Linked DNA regions of Sus scrofa: region 2 is linked to region 1. The links are chromatin contacts, called in public HiChIP or PLAC-seq maps. All regions are on one chromosome and are shown on one strand. The core of a region is the stretch at or near the end of the contact, and the rest is flanking DNA. Distances in the headings are between cores, read along the strand shown.

Region 1 (7,493 bases), core at 2,428-4,927:
CCTCCCATGATTATGGGGTTTGGTTGGTCCGAAAGCTACAGGGTAGGTTAGCAGGCTGGAAACTCAGGGAAGAGTTGATGATGCAGCTGAATCTGAAGGTTATCACTAGGTACAATTCCCTCTATCCTCAGGGGACATTAGTCTTTTTTTTTCTTATGGCCTTCAACTGATTAGATGAGGCCCACCCACATTATGGAGAATAATCTTCTTTACTCAAAGTCTATTAATCTAATTTAAAGGTTAATTTCATCTGAAAAAAATACCTTTATAGTAGCTTTCCAATGTGTTTGACTGGATATCCAGGTACTGTGGTCCAGCCAAGTTGACATAAAATTACCCATCACACCATCTCTTGGCTCCATCCTCCTCTGGTTGGTTTCATTTTCAGATGAGCTCTTCCTACATGATGCCAAAATGGGCTCCAGTATTTAAAACATATTCACCCAGGTAATCCTACCCCAGTGGAAAAAGCATGCCTCTATCCTAATAGTTCCATCCAAATCCCAAAGATTTACTCTGATGAGCTTGACTTGGGGGTAAAGCCTTCCCTGATTGGGTCTGGGTCACATGTCCACTTGTGTAGTCCCATCATGGACTGAGTGAAGGGAAGGAGTGGGTTCCAAAGGGAAAATAGGAATGCTGTTACAGAGGACTTGGAATACAGCTGGGCAGGCACAAAGCAGGGTCCACTAAGGACCTTGGTTCCCCAAGACCCCTCTATGGATTTGACTATTCTAAGTATGTCATATGAGTGGAATCATATAGTATTTGTCTTTTTGTGACTGGCTTATTTCACTTAGAATAACTTCCTCACGTTGTAGTACATGATTTTAAGGCTGAATGATGTGCCACTATATTGATAGACCACATTTTGCTTATTCATTCACCTCTCAAGGGACCCTTGGGCTGCTTCTACCTTTGGCTATAGTGAATAACGCTGCTGTGAACATGGTATACAAATATCTCTTCAAGATTCAGCTTTCAATGATCTCGGGCATATGCCCATATGTGCAATCGCTGGATACATTTTGTTATCCTTTTGGGTAAGACCAGTTGTTCAGATAAATGGCAACAGATCTAATGCTCATAGTACATAAAGGGCAAAATGCTTCTAGGAAAAGAAAATTTTTTGGGTCTTTTAGGGCCACAACCTGGCATATGGAAATTCCCAGGCCAGGGGTCAAATTGGAGCTATAGCTGCCAGCCTATGCCACAGCCACAGCAACATGGGATCCGAGCCGCGTTTGCGACCTACACCACAGCTCATGGCAACGCTGGATCCTTAACCACTGAGCAAAGCCAGGGATCAAACCCATATCCTCCCAGACACTAGTTGGGTTGGTTACCACTGAGCCACAAGGGGAAGTCCCCCAAATTCCCCCTTTATATCTTATACATTTCCAAGTCTCAGGAGGCTGGGGCTTTTTTGTTTACAGGAGCACTGGGAAGTCCAAGGAAGTTTTTTGTTTGTTTGTTTTGTTTTTGTTTGTTTGTTTTGTCTTTTCTATGGCCGCACCCACTGTATATGGAGATTCCCAGGCTAGGGGTCGAATTGGAGCTGTAGCCACCGGCCTACGCCCGAGCCACAGCAACGCAGGATCTGAGCTGCGTCTGCAACCTACATCACAGCTCACGGCAATGCCAGATCCTTAACCCACTGAGAAAGGCCAGGGATCGAACCCGCAACCTCATGGTTCCTCGTCAGATTCGTTAACCACTGAGCCACAACAGGAACTCCCCAAGGAAGTTTTATTTCCCCACAGCAGAAGGGAAATACAACACCACTGGTCACAGGTAGGTAGACATGGAGGTTCTTAGCAAGACTCACAGCAAGAAATGGAGGCAGCCACCTCAGAGCAAGCAGAGTTTCTCCCTCTCTGCCTGTGTGCCACACAGCTGGCCACTCTGGCGACAGACTCTTCATCCGTCTAGGGCAATACCGAGACCAGTGAGTCAGCTCAGACTCTACTGTTCAGACCCCATTACATTGACAGATACCATGGGGCAAAATTCCACCTGCTAGGTCTCCATACCTTCAGCCCAGCTCAACAGACACCCACCTGGGAGCCACCTCAGGCCTGCAGCTCCTAACACAGGGTCCACGGATGGATTTAGGGAGGGTTTACAAGTCCCAGCATTTGAATCTCATTTTGGAGAAGTGATCCAAAGCGTTTATCAGATTTTCAGAAGTCTCTCTGACCCCAAAGAAGTTAAATCCATTCTATAAAGGGGTGACAGATTAAAAAAAACCCAATAATTTATTGGCATATACACCATACCATATATAAAATAGATCGGTAACACGGACCTACAGTATAGCACAGGGTAATTTACCCACCACTGTGTACTAGCCCATGTGGGAACAGAATCTGAAAAGCAATGGATGGATGTATATGTATAACTGGTTCACTGTGCTGAACACCTGAAACTAACACAACTTTCTAAGTTAACTATACTCCAATAAAATTTATTTTGTAAAAAACCCCCACAATTTTTGCGAGTTCCCGTCGTGGCTCAGTGGTTAACGAATCCAACCAGGAACCATGAGGTTGTGGGTTCGATCCCTGACCTTGCTCAGTGGATTAAGGATCCGGCGTTGCTGTGACCTGTGGTGTAGGTCGCAGACGCGACTCGGAACCCGTGTTGCTGTGGCCCTGGTGTAGGCCGGTGGCTACAGCTCCGATTCGACCCCTAGCCTGGGAACCTCCATATGCCGTGGGAGCAGCCCAAGAAATGGCAAAAAGACAAAAAAAAAAAAAAAAAAATCCCAAAAACTTTAATAGTGAGGGGTTGGGAACTCCCAAAAGATTAAAGAGTGAGCCCCCTCAGTGCAGGCTCTGTGTTCACCACTGCGTCTCTGGTACTTAGTAAGGTGCCTCTCACACAGTGTGTGCTCTATAGACATATACCAACAAGTGAACGAAGAAAAATCTCTTAAAAACCAAGTGCGCCTCCATGATATGACATAGTCAATGAGAAAATTAAATCCAGTTTATAGACATCATTTTTCCATTTAGCTGAGCAAGCACATAGCTGTTATGCCCTCAAGGATACATTATTACTGACAGATTTGTTCATTCATTTGTCCAATCATTCATTCATGTAACAAATACTGAGATTTGAGCACCTACTCTCTGCCAGAACCAAAGCTACTACATAAGACTCAGTCATGGCGTTCCCAGGGTAGCTCAGCGGTAATGAACCTGACTAGTATCCATGAGGATGCAGATTCACTCCCTGGCCTTGCTTAGTGGGTTATGAATCCAGCGTTGCCATGAGCTGTGGTGTAGGTCACAGACACAGCTGGGATCTGGCATTGCTGGGGCTGTGGTGTAGGCCAGCAGCTGCAGCAACAATCTGACTTCTAGCCTGGGAACCTCCATATGCCACAGATGAGGCCCTAGAAAGCCAAAAAAAAAAAAAAAAAAAGGACTCAGTCTCAGCCCCCAGTGAGCAGGTACAGACCTGCAGATAAATCTTCAGGGTACTGGGTAGCAGAGGCAGTGACAGGGACTGGCCAAAGTGCTGGGAGACCAAAGGGCGGGACCTTTAAGTGGCTCATCTAGCAAGTGGGTCAGGGAAGGCTTCACGAGGAAGTGACATTTGAGCCCAGGGCTGAAAGCTTAGAAGCAGCCAGTCAGGGGTCAGGGCACCCATTTTTAGCTGCCACAGCCTTGGTGCTGGGCACACCCAACAGGTGCTTCTTAAATGTGCATTATCAAATGAACAGTGAGCAGCGTCTACATGGGGAGCTCCTTAGCTGGAAATTCCAGAGCAGTAGTAATCCAGTCTCCCATTGTCCCCACGACCCCTCTCAGGGTGCTTCATCCCAGCAAGACTCATCACTTCCCTCACTGCATCAGGAAAGTCTGTTCCCAGCTTCCCCACCTTTACACACACTGAGAGTCCTCCCCGGCCAGACAGCCTCCCCTTCTATCCCTGCACAGGCTGGGCCACCCCTCAAGGCTGCCTTTCCGCTAAAGTTTCAAGAAGGCTAACTCTCCAAGCCTAGTCACCTTTTAAAAAAAAAATAAGTGGGAGTTCCCATCATGGCTCAGTGGTTAATGAATCTGACTGGGAACCATGAGGTTGCGGGTTCAATCCCTGGCCTTGCTCAGTGGGTTAAGGATCCAGCGTGACCGTGAGCTGTGGTATAGGTCACAGACCTACAGATCCTGCGTTGCTGTGGCTCTGGCATAGGCTGGCGGCTACAGCTCTGATTAGACCCCTGACCTGGGAACCTCCATATGCTTCAGGAGCGGCTCTAGAAAAGGCAAAAAGACAAAAAAAAAAAAAAAAAAAAAAAAAAAAGTGTATATTTACCTTGTTTTCTCAACCAGACTGTGAGCCCCAGAGTGTAGGACAATCTATTATTCCCAATCAGGAGGCAAATTCTGCCTGCATCAGAATCATCCAGAGGACTTGTCAAAATAAATTTCTCAACTCCATCCCCCAGAGTTTCAGATTTTATAAGTCCAGGGTGGGCCAGAGAATCTGCCTTTCTAACAAATTCCTAAGAGATGCTCTTGGTCCAGGGATCCCACTTTGAGGGATCCAGAGCTGGCCGAACTTGGGTTTCGATGCAGGCTATGCATCTCACTGGCTTGTGAGTCAGGGCACGTCCTTAGCCTCCCCCGGCTTCAGTTTCCTAAGGTCACAAAAAACACTCAGTTTTCAGGGTTACAGGGGAAACGAGCTGGCACACAGTGGATACCCAATCAATGCCCTAATGGACGGGCTAATTGCCTCTGTTACAGATCGGAGCACCCATTGACTGAGCCAAGTTATTTTTCCCAATTAGGGGAGCAAGTAACACCACAACACCCTCTACCATGAGGGGGCTGGACCAGCAGAGGAATTTGTTTTGATTTCTCCAGCTCCAGTGGAAAAGGTAATGCTTCTGTCTAAACTATTAGGCTCGCTCTTCTTAACAAAATATCTCCTGGCTCTGTCTGTTGCCCAAGTCTCAGAGCACCCACATCATTAAATGATTATCTTCTCAAGGGCACACTGGCTACTCAAAAGCTTAAAATTACATATATTCACCAATTTGAATTTTTAATGTATGAATTTTACTAAAAATAGACTTTAACTCTACACAGGGCAAAGGCTTCAGCCATGTTTCCTTCTCGCAGGTAAATGTTAGGTAGTGGCCGTGAGTCTCTGTCTGGATGCCTCTATCTTTCTCATCCCCAACTCTCCTCCCTTCCCTCCCTCTCAGGTTTCTACATGCCTGATTGGAGAGGCGTTTTTGCCCAGGCTCCAGACAGAAGGTGGCAGGCAGAACCACAGGGGCAGGCATGTCCACACTTACCCCCATCTGCATACCCAGTTTTCACCAGTGCACCAAGACACTGGCTGTGTACTTCTGCACAGGTGCGCACCCAAGTGGCCAAGTCTAATAAGGACCTTGGGCTTGCTCTGCAGATATGCTTCCAGGCAAGTCCTCATCCACCACCACCTGACACCTCCCTCCAACTGGAAAGCTCCCACCCCGCTTTGGCCTTCCTCGCTTACCCCCTCCTACCCAGCCCACCCCTGTTTCTCAGCAGGATGTTCCAAGTGGGAATCTGAACTCTGCTACCTACTTGCTGGGGGACCTTGGGCCAGTGAGTTTCCCGTCTGCCTTATCCTCACCTGTGTAGTGATGATTTTAGCACCTGCTTTAAAGGGCCATAACGCTGAAGCTAGATAATGCAATACAGGGCTTGGCACGTTGTTCTTGTCCACTTAAGTTTCAGGTAGGAACTTGATCAATTATTAAAATCAATAAGCGTTGCAGCATTATTTATAATAGCCAAGACATGGAAACACCCTGTGTCCATCGATGCATGAATAAAGAAAATGTATATTCACACACACACACATACACGTACAAGGAAATATTAGTCATAAAAAGAAGGAAATTCTGGAGTTCCCATTGTGGTGCAGCAGAAATGAATCTGGTTAGTATCCATGAGGATGCGAGTTCAATCCCTGGCCTCGCTCAGTGAGTTGGGGATCCATCGTTGCCTTGAGCTATGGTGTAGGTCACAGACACAGCTTGGATCCCACTTTGGCATTGCTGTGGTTGTGGCATAGGCAGGCAGCTATAGCTCCGATTTGACCCCTAGCCTAGGAACCTCCGTATGCTGCAAGTGCAGTCTAAACAGCAAAGAAAAAAAGGGGGGGGGGGAAATCCTGCCTTTTACAGCAAAATGGATGAGCCTCGTGGGCATTAAATAAGTCAGAGAAAGATACTGTATGACCTCATTTATGTGTGAACGAAAAAAACTGAACTCATAGAAACAACAGATTGGTGGTTACTGGAGGTAGAGGCAGGTGGGTCTAAGGGCTGGGGAGAATAGGTGTAAGTGGTCCAAATTGTAACATCCAGTTAAAGATACCTAAGCTCTGGGGATGTAATATACATTCATGGTGACTATAGTTAACGATATTGTATTGTATATTTTAAAGTTGATATGAAAAGAGAGTAACTCTTAAAATTCTCATCACAAGAAAAAAAATTATAACTGTGTGAGATGGTTGTTACTAAATATAATGATAATAATTACATTGTACATCTTAAATTTATGCAATGTTATAGGTCCATTGTATTTAATAAAACTAGAGAAGGGGGCATCAGTGTCTTGATCAGTGTCTTGTCTTTGGACAAGAAGCCATCAGCCGATCCAAGAATGGAAAAGCTTGATAGGAGATCTACGGTTCGCTAGGCTTTCTCACACATTTGATCTGTGAGAGAGGGATTACTCTTGCTCTTTCATTGCTGAAGTTTAGGGAGGCTGACTTGCCCAAGGTCAGGTGATTGGTCAGGAGTAGAACTGGGACCTGAACTTCCCCAGCATAGTTTGAGTCCAGGAGCCTCTGCTTGGGGAACACAAGCTGAGGTCCCTGTGGGGAGGATAAGGAGGGAGCTGAGGTTCCTGTGAGGGCTGGTGGTGGAAGGGATTCAGCGGCACCCCCCATCTCCCCTGGTCCCAGCCCGGCTCCCACAGGGCCCCCAGGCCCAGACAGCTGAGGCTGTGCTGTGCCTGCCAGAGGCACCTGTTAGGGGCCAGACCAAGCCAGAAAGAGGTGTCCTCTTTGGCTGAGGCCAGATGGGGATTCTGCTGCTGTGTGGTCTCAAGTGGGAGAAGGATCAGCCAACCCACCGTATATTCAGCCCACACAGCTCATATGCAATCCTTCCCTTCTGTCAGTAAAGAAAGTTGCCTCCAAAGCCAGTCACTGAAGGTGAGCTTGCTTCACTCACAGGTGGGACCCGGGCAGCAGGGCCCTCTCACACTCAGGTCCTCCCATCTGGCCCCTGAAATGATGATCCCAGTGACCGTCACCTTGACGGAGCATTTCCTTTGGTTTCTACCACAGAGAAAAGCAGAAGTCACGGACATGAAGCTTTCCCCAGAGATCTATTCCTTGGGCCTGCACTCCCTCCTCAGGAGATGCAGTCTGAGAGGCAGTAAAATCCTCAGCACCCAAGCATCCCTTTAGGG
Region 2 (7,493 bases), core at 2,563-5,062, 100 kb after region 1:
CCCACATGCATACTTACATATTTGCTCCTGTACACCCGTTTCTTGACACTCCGAAGCCACACCATCCACTAAACTCACAACACAGGATAGACTCAGGGGTTCCCGTCGTGGCGCAGTGGTTAACGAATCTAAGAACCATGAGGTTTCGGGTTCGATCCTTGGCCTTGCTCAGTGGGTTAAGGATCCAGCATTGCCGTGAGCTGTGGTGTGGGTCACAGATGTGCCTCGGATCCTGTGTTGCTGTGGCTCTGGTGTAGGCCGGTGGCTATGGCTCTGATTAGACCCCTAGCCTGGGAACCTCCATATGCCGTGGGAGTGGCTCGAGAAAAGGCAAAAAGATGAGAAAGGAAAAAAAAAAAAAGAATGAACTCAGCCCTGCCCTGCTTCCCTGGGGGCTGTTTTCAGATGCCATCATCACGGAAGGTGGGGAGAACTTCAGCCAGGGCCAGAGGCAGCTGTTCTGCCTGGCCCGGGCCTTCGTGAGGAAAACCAGCATCTTCATCATGGATGAAGCCACGGCTTCCATTGACATGGCCACGGTCAGTGCTGGATGCCCCCATGGGCTGGGGGTTTTGGGAGTTTCCAGGGATATTAGGGAGAAGTTTGCACAAAGTAGTCCTGAAGTTCAAGTTGCTTTTAACATCAAGGGTCATTTGGGGCAGAAAAGGTGAACGGCTGACTCCAGGTAGTATCAGGGCATAGCAGCCATACACACAAGGTGCACACGGACCCACAGACCTCACACCCATCCCCTACCAGACAGCACACTCAGACACACTCAGGATGCACACATGCACACAGCCAGCCACCCAACAGGCTGAGTCCAGCTCCTGAATCCTGGGAACCTGCTTGGTCTTGTGAGGATTAGAGCCGGGGGGTGGGGGTCACGTGGGAGCTGGGCCACAAACCTGGGCCCCACATCCCCAAAGCCAGGCCCATCGGCACCAACTGGGCAGGTGAGCCAACAGCTGCTGCTCCCACCTGGCAGGAAAACATCCTCCAGAAGGTGGTGATGACGGCCTTTGCAGACCGCACTGTGGTCACCATCGCGGTAAGGAGCCCCCTGAGGGGGTGTGGGCGGGACACCCAGAGAGAGGGCTGCCCTCTGAGGCTGTCAATCAGAGAGCAGCGTCTGGGCTCACCTGTGCCTGGTAACCGCAAGAAGACCATGGAGCAGTGCAGGGCAAGGGGTCTGGCGGGCTTCGGGGAGCCTGGATTGCAGGATCTGGGGTGTAGGAGGCTTTGCACCTGCACCCCCCTCAAACCTCCCTGCTGTCTCTAGGTTCCAAGGCCCACCCCTTTCCCAGAGCAAATGGGAGATGGGGGCCTTGGTGGATCTCTGAGTCTTGAAGCCTGGAGGTGGGGGCAGAGCTAAGTCTCGGTGAGGGAGAGGGTGGCATTAGCAGATGGAGGGCTTGGAGTCGCCCCAGGAAAGGGCCGTCACCACAGAGAAAGAACATCCTGGCCACATGACTCCTCGTCCAAGTGCAGGAGGGATGCCCTCAACTGCCCCAGCCCTGTCCCCGCCACCCTGACAGCCCCTCCTGCCCGCCCAGCACCGCGTGCACACCATCCTGAGTGCAGACCTGGTGATTGTCCTGAAGCGTGGCGCCATCCTCGAGTTTGACAAGCCCGAGAAGCTCCTGAGCCAGAAGGACAGCGTCTTCGCCTCTTTTGTCCGTGCAGACAAGTGACCCACCGCCCGAGGGCCATCCCATGCCCCACCCTGCCCCACCTCCTGCCTGGGTTTTCTAACTATAAATCACTTGTAAATAAAGAGATGGGTTATTTCCTACTGAAGGCCGTGGGTCTGGTGGAAAGGGACTAGGGCAGGCTGTGGGTCCAGTGGAACCAGGAGGTGTACTACTTCAGGCATGGATGGATCCAGGTGTTTGACATCAGGGGTGATGGGTTCCATCTTCTTCTCCCTTCCCCATAGATGGCCATTAGCTCCTTCGGCTTATAGCCCTCCAAAAAAGAGACACTCTTTCCCAATAGTTCCAGCCAAAATCTTGGGAGCAAATCTCAATGGACCAACTTGGATCCCATCCCACTCCCACCCAATCACTGTGGTCAGAGGGCTACAATGGCTAGGCCTGAATCACATGTCCCCATCTCCATCCCATGTACAGGGACATTCAGAAGAGGGAGAAACCACAGTACATATAGCACAAGTCAGCCAGGTGGTGACTGGGAGATGCTGAGGCCCAAGCACTGGGGGGGTATAAAACCCCCCTATAGCTGCTCTCAGAGTCCTATGTGCATCATGAAACAGGAGTGCACACCTGTCCTCAGCCAAGAAATGGAAGGTGCTCATTTACATATCATTTTGATATCATTTACATGTTGCCTTCAGTACTGGCTGTACTTGGCCCTGAGGTGCGGACCTAGGAGACATGGGCCTGCAACCCTCTTGCTTGCAAGGTGCTCAGAATCATATAACATAAGGAAAGCCCACCAGTCATTGGAGAGGGGCCCAGCAGAGCTTTCTGCTTGTTCCAGGAGTCAGAGGAGCTCAGGAGGGAGAGTTGTGTGAGGCCTGGCTGGCTGCCTGGGAGAGGCAGAATTTAGGTTGGGCATGGGAAGGGTGGGAATTAGACAAGCAGAGAGATAGAAAGAAGGGCCCACAGTGGGAGGAGGAATAAGATCAGAGAGTCTTGAATGCCAGGACAAGACTACACCCAAAGGGGAATTGGAGAAGGTTTTCGAGAGAGCAATGAACCTGACAAGTAGAGAGTTGGGGGGAGACGAGTATGAGGAGCAGAGCAGGAGGAGGCTGAGCTCTTTAGGTGGGGGGCTTTAGGAGGAAAGGGTGAAGCAAGGAACAGCTGAGGCCTTGAGGCCACACCGTGAGGCAAGTCCTAGCCTTTCTAGCTCGGAGATGTCTCTGGGGGCCAAGCCGCCCCCTCCACTGTTGGGCCTCCAAGAAGCAGAGCCTGAGGAGGGAGAAGAGGATTCCACCAACCCTCCTTCCCCCCACCAAGGGATTGAAGGGAAGAAGCATGGGCACTGAGGCATGGCATGGCCCACACTGAAGTCTTGCAGAGATGCCCAAGGCCATCTCAGACCAACCCCTCTATAGCACCCCTGATGGTTGGCCAGCTTTGATTTGGATACCCCACAGATGTGAGTCATCCCTGGTCATTAGAACTAACTCTTTCATATGTAAGAACAAAGCCTACTTCTGTTCCACTCGGTGTCTACACTGGTTCTATACTTTGGCCCACACAAAACGACCAGTCCATCATCCTTGGACCCCAGGGGTTTCCCAAACTCCCTGGGAAGGCTTTCCAAGATTCTTTTTCTGATGGCTGAACAGCTGTAGTTACCCCAGAAGTTTCCTATGTGACTCTGTCTCCTTGAGCTCCCTACTCAACCTGTTTTCTCCTCCCCACCTGAAGCACTATATCTCTGGTAATTTATCCCAAGACCATACTTACCATAAGTAGTAGAGGGAGCCCAAGCCACAGAACAACCCTAGGCTGATGCCTGAAGTAGAAACACCACTCCCGTTCAGGCCGAGCCTGGGACCCCCAGTGCCTAAACCAGCCTGAACACAGCCCCTCAAACCCAGGTGCCTCCAGCCTAAGGTAGAAGGAATCTGGCTGCAGATGTAAGGAATTGCAAAGCAAGTGACTCAAAGCCTCTTTAAAATACAGGGGTGGGATTGGAAGTGTGGGTCATGATTCAGAAGATGCAACTACCCAGGTTTCTGGGCTGCGGCATCCAGTATTCTCAGTAGTGGGTATTAAAACTTTGTTTCTACACTTACTAAGGTCCTTTTTTTTTTTTTTTTTTTTTTTTCTGGGGAGGTTAATGTGTGGCTTTCATCAGATTCTCAAAGGATCCGTAACTCAGAAAAGATTAAGAGCATCTCCAAAGAAAAGAAGCGATCAGTTGAGAAGTCCTTGGGCCACCCTATCATCCGCAGTCACCAGGTTGGTGACACAGCCCCTCAGTACCTCCTTTCGCTGGAAACCCGCAAAGTGCAGGCGGGTGTTGACCCAACTGAGGAAGGGAAAACTGAGAGCAGGCGGCAGGGCTTCGTTTCCAAGGCTGGGTAGGCGGGTCACCACTCTCCTCATGCCCCCGCCCCACCTCGCCTCGCCCTAATTTCCTCGCGTATGGGATGGACGACCTTCTTCGGTCCATCTGATTGGGAAAAGTCCCAAAGCCGGACTGGGAGCCGGGAGAAGGAAGGTGATGGGAAGGTGAATGGCGGGAGGCGGGGCTTGCGCCTGTGCCCGCCCGCCCTCCAGCCCAGGAATGGGTTGGGCTCCCCCTGGCGGCCCCCGGCCCCTACGCCACGCCTCGGGCGCCCGGTGTCTTCAATCTTATATCCCACCCAGCACAGGTCGGTCTCCGCGGACCGACTGACCGACATTCGGACGGGAGGACGGCCCGCCACGAGCGCTCGGGCGGCAGGAGGGGGCGGGGAGACGACAACTGCGGTTTGAGGAGCAGGAGCAGGTGCCGCGGCGACGGGCGGGCGGGGCAGGGACGGAGCGCGGCGCCGGCGTGCGTGCGGCCGGCGAGGAGCCGGGAGGCCGCGGCTCGGAGTGAGCCCCGCCAGGTCGCGCTGGGGGCAAGGGGATCTGAAGTGCAGCTGGGTCGGGTGGTGACTCTGGAGGGCTCAGGGTCCCAAAGAGACCGAGAGGACGAGAGCTGGCGGGGGATCCGAAGAGCGGCGAGAGCGCTACGGGGGGGTGGGGTAGGAAAGAGGGAACAACCCTGGAGATGAGACGGTATGAAACTGGAGCTTGGAAGGGAGCCTGGGACAGAAATGGGTGAGGCGGGAGACACGGTGGGGATTGTGTGAGGTCTGGTCAGTTGGTGAGATCCAGAGGCGTGCTGTTCTCAGGTGGGGTAGGTGAGGTGAGAAGGAAAGCAGGGAGGGGAGAAGGGGTCCTAGGGATTCGCCCAGGGGTAGTTAGCTGCGGGGGAGGAGAGCTGAGCTGGGACCCGGCGCCAGGTGGGGAACAGGCAGAGTGGGGGTACGCTAGGCAGTGGGCAGGTGGGCTGAGGTGTGAGACTGGTATGAAGTGAAGCAGGGATCAGGTGGAGGTGATAATGAGTCTGGTTGGGGAGGCATCTCAGAAGTGAGGCCAGTGCAGACTGAGGGTGGTCCCAGGGAGGGAACCCCAGAGTAAGTCCTAGGCTCTGTCAGGGGGCTGCCCCTCCCCCATGGGGGAGGCCTCTCCCTGGTGGTCGCTGGAGCCATGCTGTCCCGCAAGGGCATCATCCCCGAGGAGTATGTGCTGACGCGGCTGGCAGAGGACCCTACAGAGCCCCGGTACCGTGCCCGCGAGCGGAGGGCCCGCTTCGTGTCCAAGAACGGCAACTGCAATGTGGCCCACAAGAACATTCGGGAGCAGGGCCGTTTCCTGCAGGACGTATTCACCACGCTGGTGGACCTCAAGTGGCCATACACGCTGCTCATCTTCACCATGTCCTTCCTGTGCAGCTGGCTGCTCTTTGCCATGGTCTGGTGGCTCATCGCCTTCGCCCACGGTGACCTGGCCCCAGGCGAGGGCGCCTCTGTGCCCTGCGTCACCAGCATCCACTCCTTCTCATCTGCCTTCCTTTTCTCCATCGAGGTCCAGGTGACCATTGGTTTTGGCGGGCGCATGGTGACCGAGGAGTGCCCTCTGGCCATCCTGATCCTCATTGTGCAGAACATCGTGGGGCTCATGATCAACGCCATCATGCTCGGCTGCATCTTCATGAAGACTGCGCAGGCCCACCGGCGGGCGGAAACCCTCATCTTCAGCAAGCATGCGGTCATCGCCGTGCGCCACGGCCGCCTCTGCTTCATGCTGCGGGTGGGTGACCTCCGCAAGAGCATGATCATCAGCGCCACCATCCACATGCAGGTGGTGCGCAAGACCACCAGCCCTGAGGGCGAGGTGGTACCCCTCCACCAGGTGGACATCCCCATGGAGAACGGTGTGGGCGGCAATAACATCTTCCTGGTGGCTCCCCTCATCATCTACCACATCATTGACGCCAAGAGCCCGCTCTACGACTTGGCACCCTGTGACCTGCACCACCATCAGGACCTTGAGATCATTGTCATCCTGGAAGGAGTGGTGGAAACCACAGGCATCACCACCCAGGCCCGCACCTCCTACCTGGCCGACGAGATCCTGTGGGGCCAGCGCTTCGTACCCATCGTGGCCGAGGAGGACGGCCGCTACACCGTGGACTACTCCAAGTTCGGCAACACCATCAAGGTGCCCACACCGCTCTGCTCGGCCCGCCAGCTCGATGAGGACCCCAGCCTGCTGGACGTCCTGACCCTCACCCGTGGGCCCCTGCGCAAGCGCAGCATGGCCGTGACCAAGGCCAAGCCCAAGTTCAGCATCTCTCCAGAGTCCCTGTCCTGAGCCCTGCTCCCCTGGGCCCCCCTCCGCATGTGTGCTCACGGCAGTGTGGCATGGTATGTAGAGCGGACGTGATGTGGGCCCCTTGGCCGGCCGGGACCTGGTGTGAGGCTGGGCCCTCCTCAGCTCAGCCTCCCCGCCTGCTGCTCGCCCAGGGTGTTGCAAGGCACTTGTCACTATTCTATTTCTGGCCTCAGCGGGAGCCTGTCCTGAGTTATTTTTGTCCCTGCTCCTCCCAGCCCCAACTCAGGACTGGCTTGTCCCCTTCCCCCTGCCCCAGGCTGGGGGAATCTGTGGGAAGTGTCAGACCCTACAGCCAAGTCTCCATCTAGTCCTGGGCCCCCACGACTAACTGGCCGCAAGCTGAGCTGGTGGCTGGGGAAGGACAGTCCCCAGATATGGGGCCTGCTGCTGTGTCCGTAGCCCCAAGAGATGCCTGTGGTCAGGACCCGGCCCTCCTTGTTGCCTGAAAAAGTGATGGATGAAAGGGTGGGTCCAGCCTGCTGGGGAGGGCAGTCAACGAGGGAGCACAGGCCAGCTGGAGTCTTGGAGATGTGACACCTACACTGGGACAGGCTGAGGCTGACAGGGCTCCTTTCCATGGGGCAGCCTCAGGCAGGGAGGAAATGGCACAGGAGGCTCAGCTTGCTGAGCTCTGCTCAGGCACAGGGAACAGGAGATGGGCCTCTGTGCCCTGCCATTTGCCCCTGTCCCCGCAGCTTCTTCAATGGGTATGATGGGCTAAGGCTGCTGCACCTGCCTGCTCCCATTCTGTCCCCCACCCTGGGAGACTGGGGCGGGCCAGGGCAGACCCTGGCATGCTAAGCTGAAAGAGAGGAGAGACCTGGGCCCACCACACTTGGCAAGCCTCCAACCATATTCTGGTCCTGGCTCCCCACCCATGATTGCCACCCACATTGTCCAGAGGGTGGCCGTGGAGGGTCTTTGGGTTGCTGAAAAAGGAGACATCGGAAGGCTCAGGATGATGGGGGTAGGCGAGGTCCCTGAGGCAAAGAAGCCCTTGATCCTGACGGGCTTGACCCCAAGCCGGACTCTTGGAGCAGTGCTGTGTGTACTTGCCCAGAATTCTGACTTCTCTGTTGTCAATAA

The links. HiChIP or PLAC-seq counts read pairs in DNA pulled down with a chosen protein or histone mark.
Region 2: a contact with region 1 is called in an H3K27ac HiChIP or PLAC-seq map of skeletal muscle. The contact joins the promoter of KCNJ11 here to the enhancer-like site in region 1. A contact is called at or near these places in 9 of 47 Hi-C or Micro-C datasets (alveolar macrophages, embryonic fibroblasts, fetal heart ventricle and 6 more) and 1 of 2 datasets of contacts at active chromatin or transcription factors (skeletal muscle).

Annotation. Positions count from the first base shown.
Region 1 is chr2:41,653,029-41,660,521 of Sscrofa11.1, forward strand. No RefSeq gene overlaps it. Among named protein-coding and RNA genes, the nearest start is that of ABCC8, 10 kb to the right of the region's middle. Within about 2 kb of position 3,678, at least 1 of the 83 cell types and tissues checked has an H3K27ac peak or open chromatin away from gene starts, as enhancers often do. A contact at or near this core is called in skeletal muscle, where this site is marked.
Region 2 is chr2:41,752,825-41,760,317 of Sscrofa11.1, forward strand. KCNJ11 (ATP-sensitive inward rectifier potassium channel 11) reads left to right here and starts at 3,813. Exons shown (of 1, transcript XM_005661104.3): 1 at 3,813-7,493. The coding sequence starts at 5,220. The coding sequence ends at 6,386. It overlaps ABCC8 (ATP-binding cassette sub-family C member 8), which reads left to right. Exons shown (of 40, transcript XM_005661102.3): 38 at 406-539; 39 at 989-1,051; 40 at 1,557-1,800. The coding sequence ends at 1,694.